3 separate regions of the Sus scrofa genome follow, and regions 2 and 3 are each linked to region 1. A link is a contact called in public Hi-C and HiChIP or PLAC-seq data. All regions are on one chromosome and are shown on one strand. The core of a region is the stretch at or near the end of the contact, and the rest is flanking DNA. Distances in the headings are between cores, read along the strand shown. Region 1 holds the start of MYO10 (unconventional myosin-X). Region 2 has its middle 23 kb from the start of BASP1. Region 3 has its middle 98 kb from the start of BASP1.

Region 1 (3,710 bases), core at 411-2,910:
GGCCTATGGAAGTTCCCAGGCTAGGGGTCGACATGGTGCTGCTTCTGCCCACCTAAGCCACAGCCACAGCAGCACCAGATCCGAGGAGCATCTGTGACTCACACTGCAGTTTGCGGCAACAACAGATCCTTAATCCACTTACTGAGGCCAGTGACCAATCCCACATCCTCATGGATACTGCGAGGTTCTTAACCTGCTGAGCCACAGCAGGAGCTCCACAGTTTCCTCTCTTGAGCTTTGACTCTGCCAACTGAAGATGAGTAGGACACCAATAAAAACCCCTGGACATGATGTAGGTTTACCTCAATACGCCATAGTTTCTCCAGTAGCCTTAGGAATAAGCCACACCCAGTGGTTAGGTGGAGCTGGAATTATGATGAATGGCTGGGCATCTCTGGGCAAGCTTCCCCTTGAAGATGTGACTTTTCGACTTGAGTTTTAAAGGATGAGTAGCAGTTGGCAAATCCCCTAGAGAGAGCTTCTCAAACCATTTGTGGTGAAGAACCAGCCGTGTTTTTGTTTTTTTGTTTGTTTGTTTGTTTTTCCCCTCCCCAATCTGTCAAGTACCCATAGGACAACCCTGGAGTGCCAGGTATGACTTACTACGAGTCTGACAATACCCAAAATGGTTTGCACTCGGTTCAAAGCGTTCACCGATCACGTGCTTGTATATCAGCGGCATTTTGAAATTGCTACAAAAGTGTCTAAACCTTTGCTCTCAATTTCTCCCCTCATTACAGACAGGTTCCAAACAGTTTGCAAAACAGTACAAGGTTGGGTGTCCGAAAGCACCTGAAAGCCTGCTGAAAATGCAGCTTATGGATTCTCACCCCACAGAATTCCGACCTGCAGCTCAACAAGATTCGCAGGTGATTCCTGTGCACTCTAAAGTTTGAGGACCTGCCCTAGAGGAAACTAACACTCAGTACCGGGGCGGGGGGAAGGGTTGAGCCTTCATTCATCTCCCTTCCGTTTGGCTATCTGCTTCCTTTAGGTCCAGGAAAGGGTTACATTTTTAGGGTGCAATTGGCCACGTCCTCTTCCAATTTACAAAACTACATTTTCTGGCTCCAATGAAAAAGTCTTTTAACCTAACAGCAGGAGAGAAACTCCACACGGGAAGGCAGCTTCCAGAAATTCTGATTAGCCTCGGTTCTCCGCTTTGATTTGGCCCAACAGCCAGGGCAGCTTCGCGGACCACGCTTCCATTGCCTGGGTCGCTCATCTGCCGACGCATTAATGAGATCCGTGCTTAGCCGGTTCCAGGGTCTGCCAAAGATCAAAGGCACACAAAAAAGTCCCCCAACCCCTCCTCCTCGGTGACTATTTGGTCTCTATCACCAGAAGGAAGAGTCAACTCCCCCGCCCTCAACTAGGTGGGGAGGCTGGGAGGCGGAAGGGCGGGGATGTAAGGGGAGCCTATCAGGCCCCGCCTTCCCCGCCCGCCTCGGAGCCTGAGGCAGCCGGAGGAGCAGGGTGGGAGGGGACCCGGAGAAGATGGGGGCGGGGTGCGCCGCCGGGTGGGGCAGAACCCTGCGGAAGCGCGGGGAGGAGTGGGCTCCTGCAGGGGCGTGGCGTGGCGTGGCAGACCGGGCAGGGTGGGCGGGGCTCAGCGCTCGGTGGGGCGGGGCGAGGGGAGCGAGTGGGCGGGGCCGGACGAGCGGGCGGGGCTGGCCGTGCGCTCCTGTCCGCAAGTCTCCGTGCGGCTGTGAGCCGGTTGAGCCCTGGCGCCCGAATATTCACCGCTGCAGTGCTCGCGCGGGGAGAGCAACTCCGGGCTCGCTTTGTGGCCGCTGTTCCCCTGCCCGCCCCGAGCGCCTCCCGCCGGAGGGCAGAGGGAGGGGGCGCGCTCCCCAGCTCCCCGCCACCCTCCCCCAGCCGCGGGGGAAGAATGTGCCACCAGCTGTTCTCCGCTTGCTAGCGCAGCGCCCAGGAGTGAGGAACTTGGAGAAAGAGACAAAGGCTGCAGTTGGGACGAATGAGTTAGAGACTTGGGTTTGGGCAAACAAAAGGTGCGAAAGACAATAAGGGGAAAAAGCGATGGCAGTGGGGGAGCTCCGCGGGGTCAAGTTGCTGGGAATCGCGCCGTGACACGCATGGTTTCCCCGGACCTTCTGTTGGGCTGACTTCCTCGAGCTGGAAGCCGGACTCGGGCAAGTTGGGGAGCGCACGGGAACAATGGACAACTTCTTTCCCGAGGTGAGTGCGCTAGCGGCCGGGAGGGCGGACGCCGGCGTCCTGGCCCAGCTCGGGCTGCGTTCCGGGAGCCGGGCGCGGGCTCCCTTCCTGCCCAGACCTGGCCTCCGGGGAGGGAGGGATGTGCCCGCGGCGCAGCGCGCACACTTGCTACCGCGCGCGCTAAACCCGAGAGGGCGAAACTTTTTGGGAGTCGTCAGAAATCAACCCCCGGGGAGTCTCCGGCTGAGTAAGCCGAGGCAGGTTTTATTTTGTCCCGTGCTCTCAACTTGGCTCCGGTGAGCGAAGGTGAGCGTCCTTTTGCAGGAGTGGCCGGCTCCCCGGGTGTCCCAACGGCGCCCGGCGCTAGGTGAGGCGGCGGACGAGGGGCCTGGCCGGGAGGTCTGCATGCCCCACTTCCAGGGTGCCCAATAAAATATTCATCGGGGACGTGCCTTTCTCCAAGAAAGGGTCTGGTTTGGTATTTCCTTTGCAAAACGTGCCGGCTTCCTGTGAGAGGGGTGCAAACACTTCCAGTGGAGACGGCTTAATGAAGTGTGAGAAGGGGGAGGCGAGGGTTTAATCATTCACTGTGTTTTCTGCCTGTCGGACCTTTGGAGTCTAGGTTCTAATGCTCACCAAGAAGTGCTCTTTTTAGGATCTGAGATCATTCCGGACAGGGAGACAAAAAGAGTAGGAATTTGTGCGGACTGTTTTTGTAGATTTTAAATTCGAATGTAAAGAAAAGCGTTTAGAGCGAACATTGGTTATTTTTAAAGATTAAACTGATGTTCCTTTTAGGGTCATGGAGGGCGGGACACCACAGTTACTTGAAATCTCTGTCTTGAGAACCTCCTTTTTTTCCCCCCCAGGACCGAGAGTTACTGTAGTTTCTTGGCTCCCTTTCCTTTCTTGGTTGTGTTTATTTAATAAATTCTATTTAAGTTTGAGGTTTGAAGTGGCTCAAAGTAAACTTAGTTGACTTAAGGAGCCTGATGTGACTTTCACTGAAAGCCAGGGGATGTTTTGTAAATCAAGGACAGTTTTGGAATCTTCCAGAATATTAGATTGGTGAAGGTTTGCATCTCTTTTGGCTAACTTTATCAGTTTAATTAGATACATTATTTCAAGTGATTGTACTTTCTGGATGCCCACTGATTATAAATAATCTAACAACTGTTTACAATGGCCTAAGTGAAATGTTCTTGCATGATAGTAATATCCCTTTTTTTTTTTTAAAAAAAAAGTGGTGTCTCAGTGTTATACCCACATTCATGGTGAGAGGTGGAGACTGGAAAGGAATGAATCATTCATTAATACAATTTTTTTACTTTTTTAAAAAAAGTGAAATTTACAATTATGAGACTCTAGCATTTTCTAATCCATAGACCTTTGTTTTCCTGCTTGTAAGAAGGCACCAGAACTTTTTGCAGGAGTTGCAGGTTAACCACTGATGAAAGACCAGTGGGCTGTGTTTAATTGCTTTCATCTGTAAGAAAACCTGAGGCTCTTGCCTGCAGGACACTAACTCTTAA
Region 2 (3,710 bases), core at 871-3,370, 220 kb before region 1:
GCCCACTCTGGCTCTAGATCACTGATTTCCTTTCTGAGAGTGAGAGCTCGGAGGGTAGGACTGCCGTATTCTTTAGGGGTGCTTTGGACCCACGTGAGCATAGTCCGTCTGTCTGGGATGCTTCCTGCGGTTCTGCCCTAACCTGGGAGGATTCACCAGCCTGTCTCTCTGGGTCCTGTGAGCCCAAGGTTCTGGGAGGGCTGACTTTCTCCCGTGCCCTCCACACACGACAGAGACCAGCAGGGAGCAAGTTCTGGAGCCGCAGGGCTCAAACGCTCTCCCTCACAGTTCATCTCTCCTTATGGTGGTAGAGCCTGTGTCCCAGTTTCAACAAAATCACGTGGCAGAAGAGCTCTCCAAACCACGCCAGAGAGTGTCAAAGTTCAGGGGCAAAATTCCCACAGCATCCCCAAAAGCCAGTCCCCAAACAGCTGCCAGTTCAGGATGAACTTTCCTCTGTTCCATGGTGAAATGAAAGACAAAGAAGAGCAACTCTGTGTGTGTGTGTACAAAACATATATATAAAACACATTTTCAGGAGTTCCCGTCGTGGCGCAGTGGTTAACGAATCTGACTAGGAACCATGAAGTTGCGGTTCCGTCCCTGACCTTGCTCAGTGGGTTAACGATCCGGCGTTGCCGTGAGCTGTGGTGTAGGTTGCAGACGCGGCTCGGATCCCGCGTTGCTGTGGCTCTGGTGTGGCCGGTGGCTACAGCTCCGATTGGACCCCTAGCCTGGGAACCTCCATATGCCGCCTGAGCGGCCCAAGAAATAGCAACAACAACAACAACAGCAACAGCAACAACAAAAACAAAAAACAAAAAAAAAACCCCCACATTTTCAGAGTTTCCATTATGGCTCAGTGGGTTAAGAGCACCGCATGGTGTCATGAGGATGCGGCCTCCATTAGTGGTTTAAGGTGTTGCCACAAGCTTTGGAATAGGTCACAGATGGGGCTTGGATCTGGTGTTGCTGCGGCTGTGATGTGGGCCTGCAGTTGCAGCTGCAGTTCGACCCCCAGTCTGGGAACATCCATATGCTGCAGCTATAATGGAAAAAATAAAAATCATTTAAAATTTTTAAAAAGTTCAGGAAAGAAAAAGAAAACCACATTTTCCCTGGCAAGAAATGGCTTTCTTTAATTGTCTTATCTTTTATATTTAATTGTTCTCTCTTTTGTGAACTAATGTGGATAGTAGTTGTTTAATGATTACTTTTAATGCTATTGGTTGGGGACTTTTTTTAATTAGCAATCTTTTTTAAAATCCTCCATTTATATATTTATTCATTTTGTCTTTTTAGGGCTGCACCCACAGCATATGGAGGTTCCTAGGGGTCTAATCGGAGCTGTAGCCACCAGCCTATGCCACAGCCACAGCAACGCAGGATCCAAGCTGCGCCTGCAACCTACACCACAGCTCACGGCAACACCAGATCCTTAACCCACTGAACGAGGCCAGGGATCGAACCCGCAACCTCATGGTTCCCAGAAGGATTCGTTTCCACTGTGCAACAGGAACTCCTAAGTCCTCCATAAAACTCTTTCCTTTTTGGCTTGTCAAATCTCGAAACCTGGGAATCTCTGCAATATCTCGAGTTTTTTTGTTTTGTTTTGTTCTTGTCTTTTTGCCTTTTCTGGAGCTGTTCCCTCGGCATATGGAGGTTCTCAGTCTAGGGGTCTTATCGGAGCTGTAGCCACCGGCCTACACCAGAGCCATAGCAACGCGGGATCCGAGCCACATCTGTGACCTACACCACAGCTCACAGCAACGGCAGATCCTTAGCCCACTGAGCAAGGCCAGGGGTCGAACCCGCAACTTCATGGTCCCCAGTTGGATTCGTTAACCACTGAGCCATGACGGGAACTCCCTCTCTGCAATATCTTTACAATTACTTCAGAGAAGCCTTGAAAACCACCCCCTCAGCCCCAAATCTGTTTCCGAGAACAAGAGAAACCTTACTTGAATCCCTTGACTTGCTGCCCACTGAGCAGCCTCCTCGAAGCTACAGAGCAAGGAAGTGAGGCCAAGGCCTTCACCGCCACCCCAAGGACAGGGGGCATGCAGGGCAGCTGGAGATCCGGGTCTGAGATGAATAAAATGGGATAAAGTCACAGGCAGAACACATTTATGCAAAGCAGCAAGAAAGTGGCCTTTATCTGGGACCTGCTGTTTCCGCCACACACACTTGTCACAAGTCTGGCAGAAAAGAGAGGTCAGATGCTGGCTGAATGAATTCATATCCTTATCCTGCTTTTAAAATTGTTTAGTCATGATAATCTCAGTTTTAAAACTTCACTATAGCTGTATTTTCACATTTCAGTTTTCTATAGACAGATATCATGTTACCAACCACAATTCAAAAGCCCTTATGCTCATTTCGTCTGTGACCATTTTATTATTCCTCCCTCCCCTCTCCCCTCTTTCCTTAAACAAGGAAAGGGAACACATTTGTAGAGAATTTCATGTGAACAATCAGAAGATTTATATATGCATAATGTGGTCATGTATTGAGGTGAAGTTTAGCTGGCAACCCCCCCCCCCGAAAAAAAACCCCACCAACTCACTTTGGAAAACGAATTTGCTAAAATGTATTCTTTTGTTTCTGTAAAGCAATCAACCCAGAGAACTTTGTTATCAAAGGAGCCACTAGGGGGCACTGCAGTCAAGGCGGACAAGAATGAACGCCGAACCTTTGATCAGCTTGGATAAATTCGAGTCACTTCATTAATGGTGTCAAAAGCGAATTGCCTTCGCAAAATAAGAAGCCACATTTTCACATTTTGTAAAAGGAAAAAAAAAATCCATTTTCTGGCAGCAGAAGCTAAAAAGTAGCTGACTCTTGGTATCCAGATTTGGCCCTGTACTAAGGTGAAAGTAGGTGAACTTGCATGGGAATGTGAACCAAGAGGTCAGGTCACAGAAGACAGGCCCGTCTTGCAATTGTCACACTGCACTTGCTCTGTTGACAGTGTCCTCCCCCCACCTCCCCCCTCGCCCCGGACCCCATCACCCCTGCTAGATAATCACAGGCAAGAAAATTTAGGGGACTTGGAGAAACTTTAAAGTTAGATTTAGGAGAAGTTATTTAATTTCATAATGCATCTGAGATCACCAGCTGCCTGCAGTTGAGGGAGGTCATGATCTCCAGGGGGACATGGTCCCCGGCCATAAAAAGTCAAGAGTGGCTTCTTTGTGACTACAGCAAATGGAGCCAAGACAAATGAAGTGGGGGGCCAGAGGCCAGACACGTGTGTTCTGACACTTTTTTTAAAAAGGACATGTGACTTTTTCATTAAACTAACTCCATATTTATTTAGTTAGTTAGTTATTTTTTAGGGCCACACCTGCGAATATGGAAGTTCCCAGGCTAGGGGTGGAATCAGAGCTGCAGCTGCCAGCCTACAGCACAGCCACAGCAATGGGGGATCCAAGCCGTGTCTGTGACCTACACCACAGCTCACGGCAAAGAGCCATGACGGAAACGCCGTGATTAATTTTAAGTGGGTCAGTGCTGGGAGTTCCCATTATGGCTCAGAGGTAGTGGACCCGATTAGTATCCATGAGGACTCGGGTTTGATCCCTAGATTTGCTCAGTGAATTAAGGATGCAGCATTGCCATGAGCTGTGGTGTAGGTCACAGACATGGCTTTGATCCCTCGTTGCTGTGGCTGAGGTATAGGCTGGCAGCTACAGCTCGGACTCCACCCC
Region 3 (3,710 bases), core at 796-3,295, 140 kb before region 1:
CTAAGCCTACCAGCCCTACCTCTTCATTAACTTCTGATCCCATCTCCTCTCCATTCTCAGGGCCATTGCCCCAGTCCTAATCCCTACTACTAAAGAGTTTCTTTTTACATCTCAGCCTCTGATGGAAACACCATCCAATTCTCCCACAACAGCCAAGTACAAGCAATCACTTCCTCACTCTACAGCCTAGGATGGCCTCCTTGTACTATAAAGTCCACTCTTAATGCAACTCAAAGGCCTTCCCCAGTGTGGCTGCTGCCTCCTGCCTCAAACCACACCCCCAGCTCGTTCTTAATATCCCAACTATAGTCAGCTTCTTTTCATTCTTAGACTTGTAACATCCCTTCTCAGCAGGCTGTTTACCCTGCACAGTGCCAACCACCCACCCCAACCCCCCAGCCATGAGTTGCATCTCATATAACACTTTTTCTGGGCAGCCTTGCCTGACCTCCATATTTAGTTCATTGCCTCTGCTAGTGTTTATTTGCTCTGGCACCAGCCGCCCTTAATTGCTATTGAGTGTTTAGTGGCTCATGCCCTTATTAGACTGCCAGTGTTCTGAAGGCAGGATGTGAATCTCTCTTGTTAGTCATTATCCCCCAACCCATAGTGTCCCTGCTCTGCCACCTCATAATGTGTGATCTGGGGAAATTTTATTTCTTCCTTTTTTAAAACAATTTTAAGGGAGTTCCCGTCGTGGCACAGTGGTTAACAGATCCAACTAGGAACCATGAGGTTGCGGGTTCAGTCCCTGGCCTTGCTCAGTGGGTTAAGAATCCGGCATTGCCTTGAGCTGTGGTGTAGGTTGCAGACGCGGCTCGGATCCCGAGTTGCTGTGGCTCTGGTGTAGGCCAGCAGCTACAGATTCAGCCCCTAGCCTGGGAACCTCCATATGCCTCAGGAGCGGCCCTAGAAAAGGCAAAAAGACCAAAAAAAAAATTTTTTTTAATTGAAGTACAGTTTTTTGTTTGTTTGTTTGTTTGAAGTATAATTAACTTACAGTGTTGTTTCAGGTATACAGCAAAGTGATGCAGTTATACACACACACACACACACGTATATTCTTCAGGTTCTTTTCCATTATAGGTTATTACAAGCTATTGAGTATAGTTCCTTGGGCTCTACAGTACATCCTGTTTGTCTGTTTGTTTTTTGTTTGTTTGGCAGCACCTGTGGGTATAGGGAAGTTCCTGATCCAGGGATGGAACCTGCACCTCAGCAGTGACAATGCCGGACCCTTAACCTGCTGAGCCACAGAGGAACTCCCGATCTGTTTTATATTTAGTAGTGTGCCTATGTTAATCCCAAACTCCTAATTTATCTCCCCCCACCCCAAGTTTTAACTTTTCTGTGTCTCAGTTTCCTCATTTGTAAAGTGTGAACATATAACACAACATTTCTGATAATTTGGAGGGTAAATGGCTGGATATGTGTGTCATGGGTGGTACCTGGAGCAGTGTTTTGTGCAGAGCAAGCACACTTAAGCATTGGCTTTTATTATTTCCATTGCTGGCAGGTGTAGCAGCCCCGAAGTGGGACCTCTAGCACCAAACAGAGACCTGGGCACATCCCTGTAAGATAAGGTAAGCAAAGCTGAAGGTGCTAGAAGTGGCCTGGCAGCCAGTTTGGATTAATATCAGCTTCATCATTTTGCACATGGTGAAACCAGGGGCATGCGTGATCTCATTTTCGGTCTTATCTCTGACTTTACTGGCCTCCAAAGCAAATATTTAATGTTGGTTTATAGCTGACACTAACAACTTCCATTAAGTATTAGCTAAAGGCAAGAAAACCAAAATCTTCTCATCAGAAGAGGTGATTAGGTTACAACCAACAAAAATTACACCCGAAGTTAACAATTGTACAGAGTGAAAATACAGCATGGGAATATGGGCTAATTCTCACGAAATCCTTGCTCACCTAGCCGTTTGGTTAAATAAAGCACAGGCAACAGGAAACTGCATCTTTCCTGTGGCCCCAGGGAGCTCATCCATCACCTCGTCACCTCCTGCTGTCTCTGACTATTCTCCTTCAACAAGCCATCAACTTGGACCCACAGGCTGGACTTTGCTGACTCACCAGGCTGTGGACTTCCCTGGAGGGAGCCTCCCAGCGGAATCACCTCATGCTTTTCTGGGGCTCCTTTCCTCTCCCCTCCGCTCCCCCACAGAACCCACCCTACTGCTGACTAAGGGAGCCTTTGCCAAGGTGCCAGGCGCGGTCAGCTGATGATTACAACATCTTTCATACAGAACATGTCTGGGCCCACAGATCTACAGCTCCAGCATTTCAGAGTTGGAAACTTTTCCGTCAAGGCAAAGGCTGGAATAACCCAAACCAAGGCAATTTTAAAAATGTAGGAGTTCCCGATGGGGCTCAGGGGCTTATGAACCTGACTAGTACCCATGAGGATGTGGGTTTGATCCCTGGCCTCGCTCAGTGGGTTAAGGATCCAGTGTTGCCACAAGCCATGGACACAGCCTGGATTCAGTGTTGATGTGGCTGTGGTGTAGGCAGGCAGCTGCAGCTCTGATTCAACCATTAGCCTGGGATCTTGCAAATGCCACGGGCGCAGCCCTAAAAAGACAATAAATAAATAAATAAATAAATAAGCAATTCTCTATCCTTCACCTCTCTCTCAAGATTCTGTCTATGCCTCTCATTTCTTTCTCTGCCTTCCATTCCCTCTTTTCCCCTCTAGGAATTTTTTTTTTTTTGGGTTGTGGTTGTCGTTTTCTTTTTTCTTTCATTTTTTTTCCCCCACCAGTCTGGGTGAATGTAATTCTGTTCTCATTTCCTGTTTCCTCACTAAGGGGATGATGCTATGTGAACACTTAGCCAGAATGTGACGGAAAGGCAGAAAGAAGCAGGAGGAATCAGATTTTTTAAGGGAGGCTGCCCACCCTGAGAACACTGTTTTGGAGAGTTCTGCCCTCTGTTCACCTGATGCTCACAGACACAGGAACATGAGTCATTAATGAGACACAGTTGCCACCCGCCTTTCTCCTCCAAGCTATCCTTTAAAAAAAAAAAAAAAAGAGGAAATGGCCTCTGACACTGGAATATATGAACAAGAGTTCCCCACATGGCACAAAGCATGAGAACTTCTGCCACAGATTTCCGCAGCGGTTAGAGGATGCTGGTCTCATGTTTGGTTTTCAAACCTCAAATCTAAAGAAAAATGTCACTTGCAGTATGATTTGTAGGGAGCTGATTCCAAAGGGAAAACAAAAGCCAAATAATTCTACTGTTATGTGACTTCTGTGATTTTTAAAAATAATTACGATTTTTCAAAGGAATATTTGGCAACAAAGAGAAAATGAAAGCAAAAGAAGCTATAGCTGCCTTTAAAAAAGCATACAAAGCAATATTATGGAAGAAAAAGGATCAATTAGCCACACTGGTCAATAAAGCTGGAATGAGATGTAATTAAGCTTGTTCAAAGAAAAATTTGATTAAAGATTACTAAGAGCTCTCCAATTATGAGCAAAGGAAAAAAAGATTCTTAGGCAAGTCTGACAAAGGAGGTTCCAAACTTGTTAATTCCACAGATTGAAATGAGAAACCCAACAATTAGAGATGGTTAGAACCAAACAGCATCGTTTCTAAAATGGATAATTATGCTCCATTCTCTAGTTAAGGGATCTAGACCAGCACTAAAATCTTCAACTACGTTCTTTCCAGATGTCTCAGAACCACGTGACTGGATA

The links. A called contact is a pair of places that touch in the nucleus more often than the background predicts. HiChIP or PLAC-seq counts read pairs in DNA pulled down with a chosen protein or histone mark.
Region 2: a Hi-C map of liver shows a contact between it and region 1, with 2.0 times the contacts expected there. The contact joins the enhancer-like site here to the promoter of MYO10 in region 1. A contact is called at or near these places in 2 of 5 promoter capture datasets (fetal liver and liver), 11 of 47 Hi-C or Micro-C datasets (alveolar macrophages, embryonic fibroblasts, epiblast stem cells and 5 more) and 1 of 2 datasets of contacts at active chromatin or transcription factors (skeletal muscle).
Region 3: an H3K27ac HiChIP or PLAC-seq map of alveolar macrophages shows a contact between it and region 1. The contact joins the enhancer-like site here to the promoter of MYO10 in region 1. A contact is called at or near these places in 2 of 5 promoter capture datasets (both in liver), 12 of 47 Hi-C or Micro-C datasets (alveolar macrophages, embryonic fibroblasts, epiblast stem cells and 7 more) and 2 of 2 datasets of contacts at active chromatin or transcription factors (alveolar macrophages and skeletal muscle).

The regions. Positions count from the first base shown.
Region 1 is chr16:6,143,435-6,147,144 of Sscrofa11.1, reverse strand. It overlaps MYO10 (unconventional myosin-X), which reads left to right and starts at 1,660. Exons shown (of 41, transcript XM_005672397.3): 1 at 1,660-2,199. The coding sequence starts at 2,179.
Region 2 is chr16:6,359,686-6,363,395 of Sscrofa11.1, reverse strand. No RefSeq gene overlaps it. Among named protein-coding and RNA genes, the nearest start is that of BASP1, 23 kb to the left of the region's middle. Within about 2 kb of position 2,120, at least 2 of the 83 cell types and tissues checked have an H3K27ac peak or open chromatin away from gene starts, as enhancers often do. A contact at or near this core is called in liver, where this site is marked.
Region 3 is chr16:6,283,991-6,287,700 of Sscrofa11.1, reverse strand. No RefSeq gene overlaps it. Among named protein-coding and RNA genes, the nearest start is that of BASP1, 98 kb to the left of the region's middle. Within about 2 kb of position 2,045, at least 9 of the 83 cell types and tissues checked have an H3K27ac peak or open chromatin away from gene starts, as enhancers often do. A contact at or near this core is called in alveolar macrophages and embryonic fibroblasts, where this site is marked.